Regions from separate parts of the Mus musculus genome. Here region 1 is linked to region 2. A link is a contact called in public promoter capture Hi-C data. All regions are on one chromosome and are shown on one strand. The core of a region is the stretch at or near the end of the contact, and the rest is flanking DNA. Distances in the headings are between cores, read along the strand shown. Region 1 holds the start of Mgat3 (mannoside acetylglucosaminyltransferase 3). Region 2 holds the start of A730060N03Rik (a long non-coding RNA gene).

The links. Promoter capture Hi-C pulls out the DNA fragments that hold promoters and counts their contacts.
Region 1: a contact with region 2 is called in a promoter capture Hi-C map of liver, with 6 times the contacts expected there. The contact joins the promoter of Mgat3 here to the promoter of A730060N03Rik in region 2. A contact is called at or near these places in 2 of 39 promoter capture datasets (both in liver).

Annotation. Positions count from the first base shown.
Region 1 is chr15:80,170,371-80,177,103 of GRCm38.p6, reverse strand. It overlaps Mgat3 (mannoside acetylglucosaminyltransferase 3), which reads right to left and starts at 3,383. Exons shown (of 2, transcript NM_010795.4): 1 at 3,266-3,383.
Region 2 is chr15:78,114,927-78,122,205 of GRCm38.p6, reverse strand. A730060N03Rik (a long non-coding RNA gene) reads right to left here and starts at 3,411. Exons shown (of 2, transcript XR_875456.2): 1 at 1,786-3,411. It overlaps Cacng2 (calcium channel, voltage-dependent, gamma subunit 2), which reads left to right and starts at 2,926. Exons shown (of 4, transcript NM_007583.2): 1 at 2,926-3,525. The coding sequence starts at 3,315.

The sequences.
Region 1 (6,733 bases), core at 2,134-4,633, 2.1 Mb before region 2:
TGATGTGTACCGCCTCCCATTAGCCACTGCTCAGGAGACGTACAGCACAGGAATTGACCGACACTAATTCTCAGGGGTTTTATTTTACCAGACACCCCAGATGTCAGCATACCAGTCCCCCTTCCTGCCTGCACGCAGACACAGCAAGGCAAGCCCCTGTCCACAGGAACATAGACCTGTGTGTTGGGACAAATGCATAGTTTCCAAGTTTTACTCTAAAAAGGCACAGGAAATGCCCAGCAGAAATCACACTAAAGTGCTCAAATGAGGGGTGGGGAGATGGCTCAGTGGTTAAGAGCACTGACTGCTCTTCTAGGGGTTCTGAGTTCAATTCCCAGCAACCACATGGTGGCTCACAACCATCTGTAATGAGATCTGACGCCCTCTTCTGGTGTGTCTGAAGACAGCTATAATGTACTCATATAAAATAAATAAGTAAATAAGTCTTTTTATTTTTTTTTAAAGTGCTCAAATGATACCATATACACTGTTCCCATTTGAGAGTCAGGGAAACTGAGGTCAGAGAGATAGTCACAGATTGAGAAGTGGCAGAGTCAAGATCTGGACCTGGCCACTGGATCAAGAGTCTGCTTCAAGTAATGATGCCTGGGTCTCTGGCAGCCAGCGCAGGGCTGGGCCGGTGCAAAGTACCCAGGGGAACCTATTGCCCTGCTGGTTGCTAACCTGAGAAAAAGGCTTATGTTTTCTTGAGTCCCTACCCCTCATCTGAATACAACATGTTTCTTGGCCTGAACGTCTGAAGAAAGTTCTAGAAAGGAGCCTGTGTCTCCAAGTAAAGAGCTAGGTCTGATTAGAAGAAGAGCACTCCAGGAGCAGAGCAGTATGCCTCAAAGGAGCTGCATGGTGGTGGGTACCCAGAGGGACCAGGGCACTCTTCTCTGTAGAGCACCCACCCTCCTGCCGGCCACTCCTCACTCCTCACCTCCTCCTAGAATCCCAGAGGGAAGTCCTTGACCCTCCCTTTCACACCAGTCCTCCCATGATCCTCAGCATAGCCCGATCCCCCCCCCCCCCCCCCCGTGAAACTGGCCTCACAGCCAGCTGGCATCAGATGGCCTCATTTTACAGGTAACAATACCAATGCGGCAGCCAGCAATTTCCCACCATGGTGCAGGTGTCAGGCATCCTTATATGCCACCTCACTTCTAGTCCTCGCCAAAATCCTGGGGAGGACTCTCGACTTCACAGAGGTGGAAACTGAGGCTCAGGGCACCAACTTCCTGAAGTGAGACAGCTACAGATCCTCACATACACACACATACAGACAAACATATACTCGCACACAGACACTCACAGACACTCACATAGACATTCACACACACATACACACACTCACATATACTCACAGACACACATAGACGCTCATATACACGCAGACATACACACAGACACTCACCTACACACTCACATACATATACACACACACATATACACACACATAGACATTCACATACACACACACACAGACACTCACACATACAACCATACCTCACAGCACAGCATGGGGTAACTGATGAGCACTAATGACAAGACACACAGAGTTCCAAAAGAGGCCGCTGAGGCCATTTGCTCAATCCCTGCCAAGAACAGCTAGCTCCCTGCAGTCCCCTGGAGCCAGTCCTAGCTTCCTGGTGTGGACATCCACATTTTCTCTACCTGGCCATCCTGTTCGGAAGCGCTCTTCAGAGGTAATCAGGCGTTCCCACTGGCGTACCCTCGGGGACCTAACAGCAGCTTATGCCGGTGCACGAGGTGTGCTAGGTGCTGCCCATAAAATAGGGCTCCAGTCACCCCAGAGCTCTCTCATCTCTGTCAGAACTCTTATCTCTGTCTCCCTGTGTGTCTGCCTCCATCTATCTATCCCTCATGTCCACACTCCAAGGCACACCTTGGCACCACCTGCCAAAAGTACCCCCACCTCACCTCTCACGGCATTTGTCCTATCACTGGTGTTGGGACTCAGATTCGAACCATGGTTGTTGCAACCATAACATACAGTACTAATCACTATACAACCACAGCTGGCCACACATGGATACCCACTCTTCAGCTCATTTCTCCTCGTGGTTCAGTGTCCCACCATGCTACACACCATCTCTCAACACACCAGAGAGCACATCTCTCGGTCCTTTCTCTTACTATTTCTTCAGCCCTGGGAACTTTTCCGTCTTCCAGTAGGTTCTTCCTCCCTAGAGCAAAGAGCCCCTCTTTCTAACTTTCCCAGAAACCCTGCCTATCTCCTTAGCGTTGGGCAGCACTAATAATCCTGGAGTTGCCAGCTCCCAGAAGGAGAGAGCCTTGTCTTGCTCTCCCTGTCATCCTCACGGTTGGCTCATTGCCTGGACCTTTAATAACTGTGTCCCTCCAGGTCAATCCCCCATGAAGGCATTTCTGCACCCGTGTCCCAGAGATGATGGAGGACCACAGAAAAATCCCAGTAGGGAAAATGTTCCTGCCTACATCCCCCTTCTGAGTTCCGCAGGCGAGGGAACATCATCAGACCTCAGGCCATCGGAGATGACTGGGGCGCAGCAGTCAGAGATGCTGCGCCCCAGCTCAGGCACCCCCGCCACTAGCACAACCAAGCAAGCTCCCCTCCCCACCCCAGCCCGGTTCTAGAACTATTTGTAGATATTTATAGCGCCCTCCCCCAGCCAGGAGCCCTCCTCCGCCCTGGGCAGTGCAGTGCAAAGAGAGGGAGACCCCTCCCCAGTAGAAGGTGGGGGCCTCTCATGCTAAGCTTTTCCCTGCTCCCCACTAAGGCAGCTGTAGTTACAGCTCCAGCCACAGCCCCCACACTCGCCCAGCACCCCAACCGCGCCTGGGCCTCGGCCAGCAGCCGCAGCAGCCCGGGATCGGGGGTGGGGAAGGCAAGAGCTGAGGCCTCGCGCCCCCAGCCCCGAGCTGCGCCGGAGGTGGAAGGGAGCGCAGCGCACAAAGCATGGCTGGAGCTCCGCGCCTCGGGACGCCCCCACCCCACCCCGGTCCAGCCAAGGGAGGGGGTCGCCGCGCCAGGCTCTGCCCCGCGGCCACGGAGAGCTGCGGAGAGCAGGCGGGTGGGGGCAGGGGGCGCCGGTTAAGCAGTCCCCCACATCTCGCCCCTACTCGGCCCCATGCCCCCGCCCCCGGGGCTGCGGGACCACCACGGGGGGAGACGGGAGTGGGGAGGACGCGGAGGCGAGGCCTGGGGTGCGGGGAAGATGCAGGGCTGCGGCGCGGGTCCCCGGCTCCAGGGTCAACTCACCCATCGTCCGCTGGGTCTCAGCAGCGGCGGTAGAAGCAGCGGCGGCGGCGGCTCCGGGGCCCCCGGGGTCCCCGGCGGGGAGATGCTGGCGTCCGCCGCAGCCTCTCCTCGCCCCATCCCGGGCTCCGGCGGCGGCGGCTGCGGCGGGCGCCCGGCATCGCAGGCAGCGCGGCCCGGGCCCGGCCCGATCCCCGCCCCCCACCCCACCTCCACCCCGTCCCGCGGGCCCGGCGCGGCCGCTTGACTGCACCCCGGGGCGGTAGCGGGGGCGCGGCGGCGAGGCCGAGCGCTGCGCTGGAGGTGCCCGCTCCCGCCGGCCCCCGCCCCGCCCCCGCGCGGCCGCGTCCCCTCCCCCGCCAGCCGGGCTTTGCGCGCTCCGGGCCAGGGGCGCCTGGACCGCGAGCTCCCGCCACCGCCCCGCGCCTCTTTCGTGTGTATGTGTGTGTTTCTGTGTGTGTGTGTGTGCGCAGCAATCGGACGCGCGAGTGTGCGCGTGCCCTGCCTGTGACCGTGCGTGCGCCGGCCCACTGCCCGGGCGTCCTGTGCGGGTGTGTGTGCTGTGTGAGGCGGAGCTGGCCAAAGTGCTTGTCGGGCTCTGCGTGTGAGTGGATCTGTGTGTCTGTGTTCTGCAGCGTGTGATAGATTGGCCCTTATGTGCATGGGGTGTGTAGATAGATCCGTACTGTGGCGTGATTGTGGGCATACTGTGGCTGGGGGCACAGGCCTCCTGTGTGGTGGTGTGACAAAGTCCTGACCGGTGTGTACATCACTGTAGCCCTATGCAGAGGCCTGGTACAGGAAAGCGTCTAAAACACTGGGTACTGGGTCGACACAGTGTCCGTGCTAGTTTGTGTCTTGCTCGGATGTGTTGGCCTCTGTACATCCTTCTGCCTCCACCCTCTTCATCAATGCACAAAGCCACCCATGAGGCGCAGAGGGTGACAGAATGTGCTGGATCTGGGATTCAACCCCAGACTTGGAGGTTTCTCCATTCTTCTTCCCCACCCCCCACCCCCAGGATGCTGCTTATAATGGGCATCTCTAGCACTCAGGTCACCTATGATAGATTTATTTATTTTGTTTTTTCAAGACAGGGATTCTCTTGTGTAGCCCTGGCTGTCCTGGAACTCAACTCTGTAGACCAGGCTGGCCTTGAACTCACAGAGATCTGCCTGCCTCTGCCTCCTGAGTGCTGGGATTAAAGGCGTGCACCACCAACACCCGGCTCTAAATGATCTAAATATCCCCAGAGCCCTGCTGGATTGCAGTCAGAAGCACCTGACATGGGTGCTGGGACTTGATCTCAGATTCTCTGGAAGGGTGCTCTTAACCACTGAGCCATTTCTCCAGCCCTGACACTTTTTCTTGATTTGAGGCATTCTGTTGTGACCTAAAAACCAGTACACCACCTCTATAACTTGTCTCCCTCTCAAGGTTATCAATTTGTCTGAATGTATTTACTTATTGTGGCGCTGGGAATGAAACCCAGACCCTCCCATATGCCAGCCAGTTACCATAGGTTATATTCCACACACAACTTGCATGGCCTTTGATTTCAGTATAATGCAAAACACTCCCATTTGCCTGCCCTGAGCCTTCTGCATTAGGAGGCAATGAGAAGTACCACCCCCTGCAGTTGTGTGGAGGAAAAGAGATGGCCTGGCCTTGCCCTGCACAGAGTTGGACACATCTGGAAGGTTCTGGAGACCTGCTGCTTGCTCTCTCTCCCCACCCCGACCCCCCACTCACCCTTGGATCTTTGTTTTCCTTCCTTTTCCAAATTCCCAAGCTTCTTGGGAGGCCTCTGGGAAGGAGGAGGAGCTGTCTCGGTTAGGGTCATACCAAAGTCCGCCTCCGTGTCTTGGGGTTTCTTTCCTGGTCTTTTGGGACAGTGTGGTGAGTACAGATTTCCCCAGCCCTTCAGAGATAGCAAGTGACTTCCTAGGCCGTCCTGGGTATGGTCCAGGATAGCAAATGCCCCTCCCTGGCTCAGCCCAGACCCGTTGGGAGGAGGAGCTCACCTCCCCTGGATCTGGCAGGAAAGAAAGAGAGAGCCTCTATTTCCCCTTCCTCTGACCTCTTTCAGTTCCTTCTCTTTGACAAAGCAGCTTGAGGCAGGGAATATGGACTTACTAAAGCTTGGGTTCTAGTCCTGTCCCACCGTGAACCCTTGAGCTTCTTCATTGTAGAGTAGGGTGCTAGGATCGTCCTTCCTACCGATATCAGCAGCATCTGGCTACCCGTTTAGTCACTTCCTGTTGGGGGGGGGTGTAGGGAGGGGCTTGGTAGGTGGTCCTCGCCCCCCGCCCCCCTTTCCTCAGGACTGGCTGGTAAACTTGGAGGTTGTAGGAGCTGGAGTTGGGAGAAGCCCAGATACAAGATTATCCTGCCCCCAGCATGTTGCACGGTGTCACCTTACAACTCAAGCTGGCTCTTTCTTTCTAGAGCTGATTTGGCTCGGGGAACAATTGCTAGGTCTGTTACCCAAGCATTGGCTTTGCCTGCTAGGCAGCTGCATTCCCCTCCCTGGGTCATCTCACCTGGCCTCTGGGTCTACAGGTGAGGGGTTCCCACTCATCCTTCAGGATCTAGCCCAGATACCCCATCTTTCTGAAGGCCCCTGAAGGGCTTTCTAACTTCCAGAGACCACGCCCAAGTTCTAGTTGGAGAATCCTCACCTGGGTGACCCTAAACAAGTCTCTTCTCTCTGCATGCCTCAGTTTCTACTCTGATCAAGCCTGAGGCAGTGGATAGACAGGGATCCATTATTGCAAGGTATCCAGGAATATTCCAAAATTCTCAAAAGCATGTGTGCTTGTAAGCATATGTCAGCATATGCATTAACACATGGGTGTGACTTAGACTGTGCGCGCGATCACACACACACACACACACACACACACACACACACACGTGAACATAGGTATGTGGACAAGGGCATGCTCGGTGTATGTGTTCCTGGGGAGGGCTTAAGACTATCGTCAAATTCTCAAAGGAGTTGGGACACGTTTATGAATCTTGGGCTCTTCAGCACCTCAGGGACCATCCCAAGCCCATCCTCCCACTGTTGTCTAGGCCTACTCTTCAGCCTCTGCTCAAACCCAGCCTTTCAGCATTCTGCCAAGCACAGCCTCCCTGGGCCCCCACTGTCTACCCTTCTTCTCCTCTGCCTTCTCCCCTCCCATTTCTCCTCCCCCTCCACGGACTTTTCACCTGCAAGCATAGCAGATAATTCACCATGTTCGTGTGGCCTCATCTGCCTATCTTCCCCGGTGGGAGGGCAGGCATCTTTGCTGACTTTGCTTGCACCCAGCACAGCCTGGCACACAGACCACAGGAGCTCCACAAATCCTGCCAAATGGCCAGGAGCCTCAGGCGCCTTCCCTAGCTGGCTTCTGGCTTCTTTTTTGAGGAATACCTCTCACCAGGAGGGTCTGTGGGAGGCTTGTAGCAGGAGAGAGCCCAGAG
Region 2 (7,279 bases), core at 2,162-4,661:
TTCATAGCAATATGGCAAACAGTGAAGATCAGGGGTAGCTGGGAAGCTCTACAAGGAGTGGACAAGTGCTCAGGGACCCATTTTTCAGACACTGAAACTGAGTCTTCAGGAAGCCAACTTGGATAGAGTATGGCAATTGTCCAAGTACCAAGTGAAGCTGTGTCCCCGGGCTTATTCTCTCTGCAGTAGTCTCTGCTGTCTCTATGCTGGCTATAGAGACAGATTCCCCTCCCCACCCCCACCCCTGTTGTTTTCCCGGTGACGACGTGGCCAGAAGATGAATCAAAGTCTGTGAATGCTACAGCCGCTGTCAGCAGTTCCGAGGTTAGCAGAGTCTGAGGACAAACGGAGGCTTCTGAGGTTCTGGAATGGGTGGGTGCTTTCTGAGCAGAAGGCCCAGGGGTTGATGTGAAGAGGGAAGGGATGAGAAAAAGTGTTTTGCTCCACTATGCATGGGAAGGTCAAAAGCAGCCAAGGTGACAGGCATCACCTCTTAGACACATATGAGACACCCAAGTGTCTCTCCAACCTGCCCTGCTCAAAAGACCTGGGAAATCTCAGAAGCTTTGGTATCTGCCCCTCACATCTTCCTTTAAGGATAGCAGTCCAACAGAAACACCCACGGAAGCCACTACTAAAGTGCACCAGGGATGAGCAGACCATCCACCCCCACCCCTCTCCTCCCCTGCTGCTTTCCTCCCACGAAGGAATCCAAGGCCCAAGAACCTCTTCCATGCAAGCCAGCTCCAGCCTCCACTAAAATCCCTTAGCACAGACTGCAGACGTCTGGGTGCCCTTCTCTAGATGCTGGAACTAGAAAGACAGCTCTCAATCCTTAGGAGGGTCCTTCCAGTCTGAGGAGGGAGAGGAGATTGGGAGAAAAGGAAGTTTTATGCAGGGTAGAGAAACAGGTAGTTTCTACCTGTGACTGCGCAGATGAAAGGAAGAGGTTAGGCTCTGGAATTTACACCCAAGGAACTATTTCTACCTCAGCCATCTTCTGCGTGCACCCGTAATCTCTGGATCACTGAGAAACTATCATGCAGGTCATCTCAAGGCACAATGAGGGGTGGCATTACTAAATTATGAAATCAAATCCTCACTCTACACCCTTCAACTGACCCAATGGATTCACAGCTTTCTCTAGCCCCTCCCCCAAAGGAAAAAAATGTAACCTAGAGTCTCCTATGGTCTCCTTTTACTTAGTCACAAAACTGATCTGAGATAACATGGCATCCACAGCAGTGAGCATCATCTACGTGCTTCGATTTCCAGGGTCACATTAAGGGAAAGTTGCACACACAGTCTGGAGAGGTGACACAGGAAACAACCCAGGCTCGCCGTTCTGCTGAGCAAGAGAGGGCTCCTGCCTTTCCCTGCTCATAGTAGAGAGGTTTAAAAAAAAAATCAATCTCATTTATGAATGACAAGGGAAACTTGGAAAGATCCACAACTCACTTTTCCTGAAAACATTTTTACCTTTGAGATGAGTATCATGTCCCGAACCCCAGTTACCAGCCACCCTTTTCTCATCCTTTCACAAGAATCATCTTCCCAAAATGTCTACTTGTAGAAGCAAGATGTAGAATTTCACAGAAAAACTACAGAGAGTCACAGAGAAAGCTATACACAACCCCTGTTAGCCAGAAAGAAAGATCAAGAGGAAATAAGGCAGGAGATGCGTCTATCCAGACAGTAAAATAAAACAACCTCCCCTCCCCAGAAAGTGTGGAACCCATGAATAGGGGAGGAAGAACAACACATAGAAACTATGTTTGTAATTACCCATCCAGGATCTCTTCCAGGAGAAGCAGCTGATTGAAGTTTTGTGGGAATCTGACTGTGATGGGAGGACTGTATTTGAAGCTCTGGGCACGTAGAGATGGAATGAGAAGGAGGCTGAACTGGAAGAAACACCAAGGGGGGAGGGAAGAGGAGAGAGAGAGAGAGAGAGAGAGAGAGAGAGAGAGAGAGAGAGAGAGATCGCCAGCTACGCCTTCCTCCCAGCTCCAGGAGGCCCCGGCCAGCGCTCATTCCGGAACTGTGGAACAGGAGTCCGGGAGGCCAGGCAGCCCTGCGCTTGGCCCTGGCCTGGCCCGTCCGCGGACGACAGAGGCCCCGTGGCCAGGGCCCCACTCCTGGCCGGCTACAGAGCGCAGGGAGCGCACAGAGTGGGGGAGTTGTCCAGTTCAGCACCACGGCGACGCAGTAGGTGGGCGCTCCTGCTCCGAGAGCTGTCCAGTCCAGCACCGCGGCGATGCTGTAGGTGAGAGCGCCCGGTCGTGGGGAGCTGTCCACTTCAGCACTACGGCGATGCAGTAAGTGGACGAGCCCGGCCGGGGTGAGCTGTCCGTTTCAGCACCACGGCGATGCTGTAGCTGGGAGCGCCTGGCCCGGGGCTGCGCGGCCGTGAGCGGGGGAGGCGGGCGGGCCTGCCTGCTGCAAGACGCCGGCTAGCGCGCCCCATCGCTCGCTCGCTCGCTGGCTTCCGAGGAGCTTTGCGGATCGGGGGAGGGAACCCCGCCTCGATTCTCCGGGAGAAACCCCCTCCCTCCCCCACTTCGCCGACACTACCCCCGCCGCCAACAACAATAACCGCGGCTGCTCGTCCTGCCGCCACCGCGCCCGCCAACCCTGCTGCCGCTGCCGCTGCCGCCGCCGCCGCCGTTACCGCCGCCGGGGCACAACCATGGGAGGCGAGACCCCCTCACCGGTGCAGCTGAGCTCGAGGGCTTGCAGAAGACTGGGCAGTCTCCTCTGAAACGGAGGCGCCTCGAGGACCCCCTCCCTCCCCAAGGAAGAGAACTGGCGAAGCCACGGATTTTCATGGCGCAGGCCGCAGAGCCGCGAACGAAGACCGAAGGTTGCTTCCCAGCTCTTCCAGTCTCTAACTGTCTAGGTCCGGACCATGAGAGATGGTGTTGAGAATTCGGCTGTACCCTGGCGCGCTGTGGAAGCCATCTCCAAATTAGCGATCACATATGGAAACTGGAGACCAGAATTTTAGGAAAAGAGATTAAGGCATCTCACTTGGGGGGGTGGGGGGGTGTCTTTTTATTTATTTTCCCTTTTTTTAAAAAAATCGCTGCAACTGGAACAGTTTTTTGATCTCAAAAGGCAAGCCTCTCTTCCCGTGTGATCTTTATAATTTACACACTTTTCCGTGAGCTTTCTTATCTCCCTTTTTTTATATCTCTCCATATTCTCTATTCACACATATATCCATTATATTAGTAGTGGAATTACCAATCGCACCCTCACACACACGCTCCTGAGAACCAGAAGTCGGTTGGGTGTTTATATAATGAAGAATTATGGGGCTGTTTGATCGAGGTGTTCAAATGCTTTTAACCACCGTTGGTGCTTTCGCTGCCTTCAGCTTGATGACCATCGCTGTGGGAACCGACTATTGGCTGTACTCCAGAGGGGTTTGCAAGACCAAAAGTGTCAGTGAGAATGAAACCAGCAAGAAGAACGAGGAAGTTATGACCCATTCCGGATTATGGAGAACCTGCTGCCTCGAAGGTATTTGATTTCCAACCTCCTCCCCCTTCCCACGCCGCCCCTCCCCTCCACACCCCCCCCCCCGCCTCCAAATAAGTCCCCTCCACATTCCACCATTTTCCCACTTCACTCCCTCCGCCGCTGCCGCTGCAGATCAAGGTTGACTGGGTTAGTTTCAGAGGAAAGAAAATCAATAAGCAGAACCCACACTCTCTACTCTTTGGCTTCCACCCCGTCCTCCCAAACCTCCTCATTGGAATGATCTATGGTATGGTGAAAACAGGAAATTGTCTGTAGAGTTCAGATGTGCTCTGGATGCTTTGGAGTCCTTAGGGTTTGCCTTTGGGTCTGGCTTTGCCACCTATGAGGAGGGAAAAATAATTGCTTCCCTGTGTGCTGCTCAGCCTTTTGCAATGAAGGATTCAGAAAAAAATGCTCTTCCTCTTCTCTCGCTCCTCAAAAGTTACAGGCCCAGCACCATCTGCAAGTCTCCCTTTAAAAAAAGAAATCTGTTGTTTCTAAGAATCCTTATTTGGTAGATTCTAATTATTCTAGGAGCTCAAGCCGAGTTCAAGAGCATTTCGTAATGTCTACGAGCCCCGCGTACCATTCGAGGTGGCTGGCTGTGTGTATGTGTGTGTTTTTAACGTTTACGAAGTCTAAAATGCATGTGTCTCTCACAGGAAACAAGCCCAAGTTCTAATCAACAGCGGTCACTTGCGGGTTAGACCGAGCGCTGATTTGCTTCCACGCAGAGTGACATGTCTGTCACCCAGAAGCAAGTCGAGTCAGCACTGTGCAGGCAGGAGGCGAGGGCATGGAGAGGTTGAGGGGTGGAATGGGAAAAAATGGGGTGGGGGTGTCAGCTGTTGGTCTTGATCTTGCAGAGTCATTGGGGCATGTGCGCCGCATGTGCTGTGGGCTGAGGGGCTCCCACAATGTAAAGGCCAGGACACTAGGACATGAGGAAGGCATGTGCTTTTGGGATACATTAATAAACACAAGAGGGGGGAACTCTGCAGGTCATACAAGCTGCATTTAGCCACAGACTTTAATATGAAGGAGTGAATTTGCATAGCTATATCTGTCTGTGTGCAAAAGCCACCTATAGGAAGACAGACAGAGAGACACATATGCCCCTGTATGGAAAGAGGCTTGTATGTGTTCCACTGATGTGAACCAAGCCTGGAGGCCCTTTGAGGTGGCATCGGGAAGTGAGCACTGCAGAACTGTTTGTTAAGCTCAACATGGGATGGTGCTGCAGGGAGTTGGGGCCAGCAGATGGGGGAGAGGGCAAAACTGATGTGATCCTGGGGGGTTGGGGGGTGTCTAACCTATACTAAGCCAAACACTGGTCTGGGAAAAGAGCTCCCATCACATGCCCCCTCCCGGTGTTCTTGGTGCAAACGGTTGAGTGATGGCTGAACATGTTTTGAATAGCTAAGTGACTTCATTGAGCGATGGTCTGTTTGACGCATACTGCATTTGATACCCTTTCTCAGTCCAAGCGCTGCCTTTAACATTCTGCAGAGGTGCTCTCTGCTGAACACTCCGTGCTCCTCCTCAGCCAGAGAGTCAATATCAGGAAATTAATAGGGACCGTTTTACACACACGCATTCTGCCTCTCTTAAAAAATGAAAAGCCTTTCATAGCGCCAGTCATTTTCAGTGAAAAGGCAGCTTCCATGTAATTAAACATTTATGGCAAGCTTTGATGCCGAAAGAGAAAGAAAGCAAAGGGAATGAGGGTTGCTTTGGGGACATGATCCTGGCAGCTGTTTGCATTCCTTGGATTTTGGTTAGAGGGATAAAAGATCTGCAGCCAAGAAAAATTAGAGAAAAATCTGTGTTTTTATTTTAGGGCAAATGTAGTCAGATATCAGTGACTTGGTATAAATATGCTTTCTAAATCGGGGATTTTTTTGTGTGTGTGACGGATCCTTAGTGTTGTGATCTTCTAAACATCTTGTAATTCGCAGTAGACACGACTGCGATGGCACTGGGTCACTTGTGCATCAAAAGGCTTAAGTATTTTCATTAGACGCCCATCTGTTCCAAGTCCGAAGCTACCCACCTCCTCTAACTTTCTCTCCGAGCTTTACTCTCTTCTGCCTCGATCAACTATAACGTGTTAGAATTGCAGCCGCCGCCCCCCCTCCCCCGCCTCCTAGGGTTGTGTGATGCTCACAGGAGCTGTGGGTTTGGCACTGTCCCCAGCGGCCACCCTGGGTGCCCAACCCAGGCACTTGCCTCCAGGCTGTGAGGGGAGGGCTAGATTAATAGTCTTTCCCACTAGGCTCAGACTGAAAGAGCTAATGAGCTCCAGGGCCCTGTCTGACCAGACCTTTCCATCTCTTACACCTTCCGCCTTGGGGTTCCGCAAACCTGGGACCACCTCACCTTGGCCACTTAGGAAGTGTCTGGTGCTGATTTTCTAACTGCATGCACTTCCTAAAACTAGAGTTTGGGGACTTATGTGAACTGGCATGCATGGGTCCTTATGGTATTGACAAGTTAGCATCTCTGAGTCTTCAGAACAGAGTCAGCTTCATCGAGGGCTGGGTGATTGGCGCTTCTTCAAGTCAGGGTCTGGGGTAAGAAAGACTTTCCAAAAAGATCCCTCCCATCCCACCTTGGATTGCGCTCTGTACCCACACTGAAGACCTGGCGAACAGGTTTCCAGTTTTCTCCCTGAGAGTCTGCCAGTAACCTCAGCTGAAAACCAGGCCTGATCTCCTCTTGTCTCTATTGCTCTCTAGCTTTCATTAGAGTTTTTGTGTGTGATCTCATGAGATGGTTATTTTTCTTTTACCTCTTCATGAAAAGAAGAATTGCGAAGTAGTCCCTTGCCTCTGTGGCTGCTTTTGAAATTAATGAGTCTGTGGAGGGATTAAAAAAAAAGGGACATGACCACCTGTTAAGGCCCCACTCTGGGTAAGGAGAGAGATGAAGGAAATCTTCCCCTCTACAGATAACGGAAAGGTCTCTCAGGTGAACTCTTGAACTCTCTGGCAGGTGGGTGCCTTTCTGGGGATCCGAGCCTGTGGTGGGAGAGGTGATTGGCGTGACCCTGGCATGAACAGAGTCCTGGGTGGAAGCCTTGAATTGTTCAGAAACTGCCTTAGGGGTCCTGGGGTGGGGAGCTGAACTGGCTCTTTCAGAAAATAAACTTAGTCAAATCTCTGAGAAGGCACAAAACGATGTGCTCAAAGCATAGTGTGTCTGGAACACCGTGGCTTGCCTACTTGGAGAATGAGCCTCTGCTGTTACCTCAGAGAAAGCATTATCTCCAGGGACTAGCGTTCTGCCCTCCAGCTCCTGCCTTCCTTCTGTCCCCACTCCACTCTCCCCCAGAGGATTGCCAGCCCTGCAGAGGAAGAGCCAAGGACTGGTACACAAGCCTCCCCCACCCGCTCTGTCGTTTTGTGCCCCTTACCTCAATGTATAGGGAACAACAAAAATATTGCCTTCTGTCTAGATTGGTGCCTTCCCCCTGACGGACTTTCCAGCTCCTGTAGCGTCAGGGGTGTCTCCATCTGCTTGTGCATGGCACCTCTGATGGTCACCCTGCACCTCCACTGCCTTTGAACGACACCTTCGCTGCCCCTGGTTGTCTTTTCTAAGTTCAGAACTGCATGGTCCTTGCCTGGCCTTCAAGGTGGCAGAATGTTCCAGGTCCCTCAGCATGCTCTCTTGTTTCTACCGACAGAAGGGGGTAGAGTTTTTGCTTTAAGGGAGGCCGCCCACCTTTCTGGACACTCTTGCCTTCCCTAAT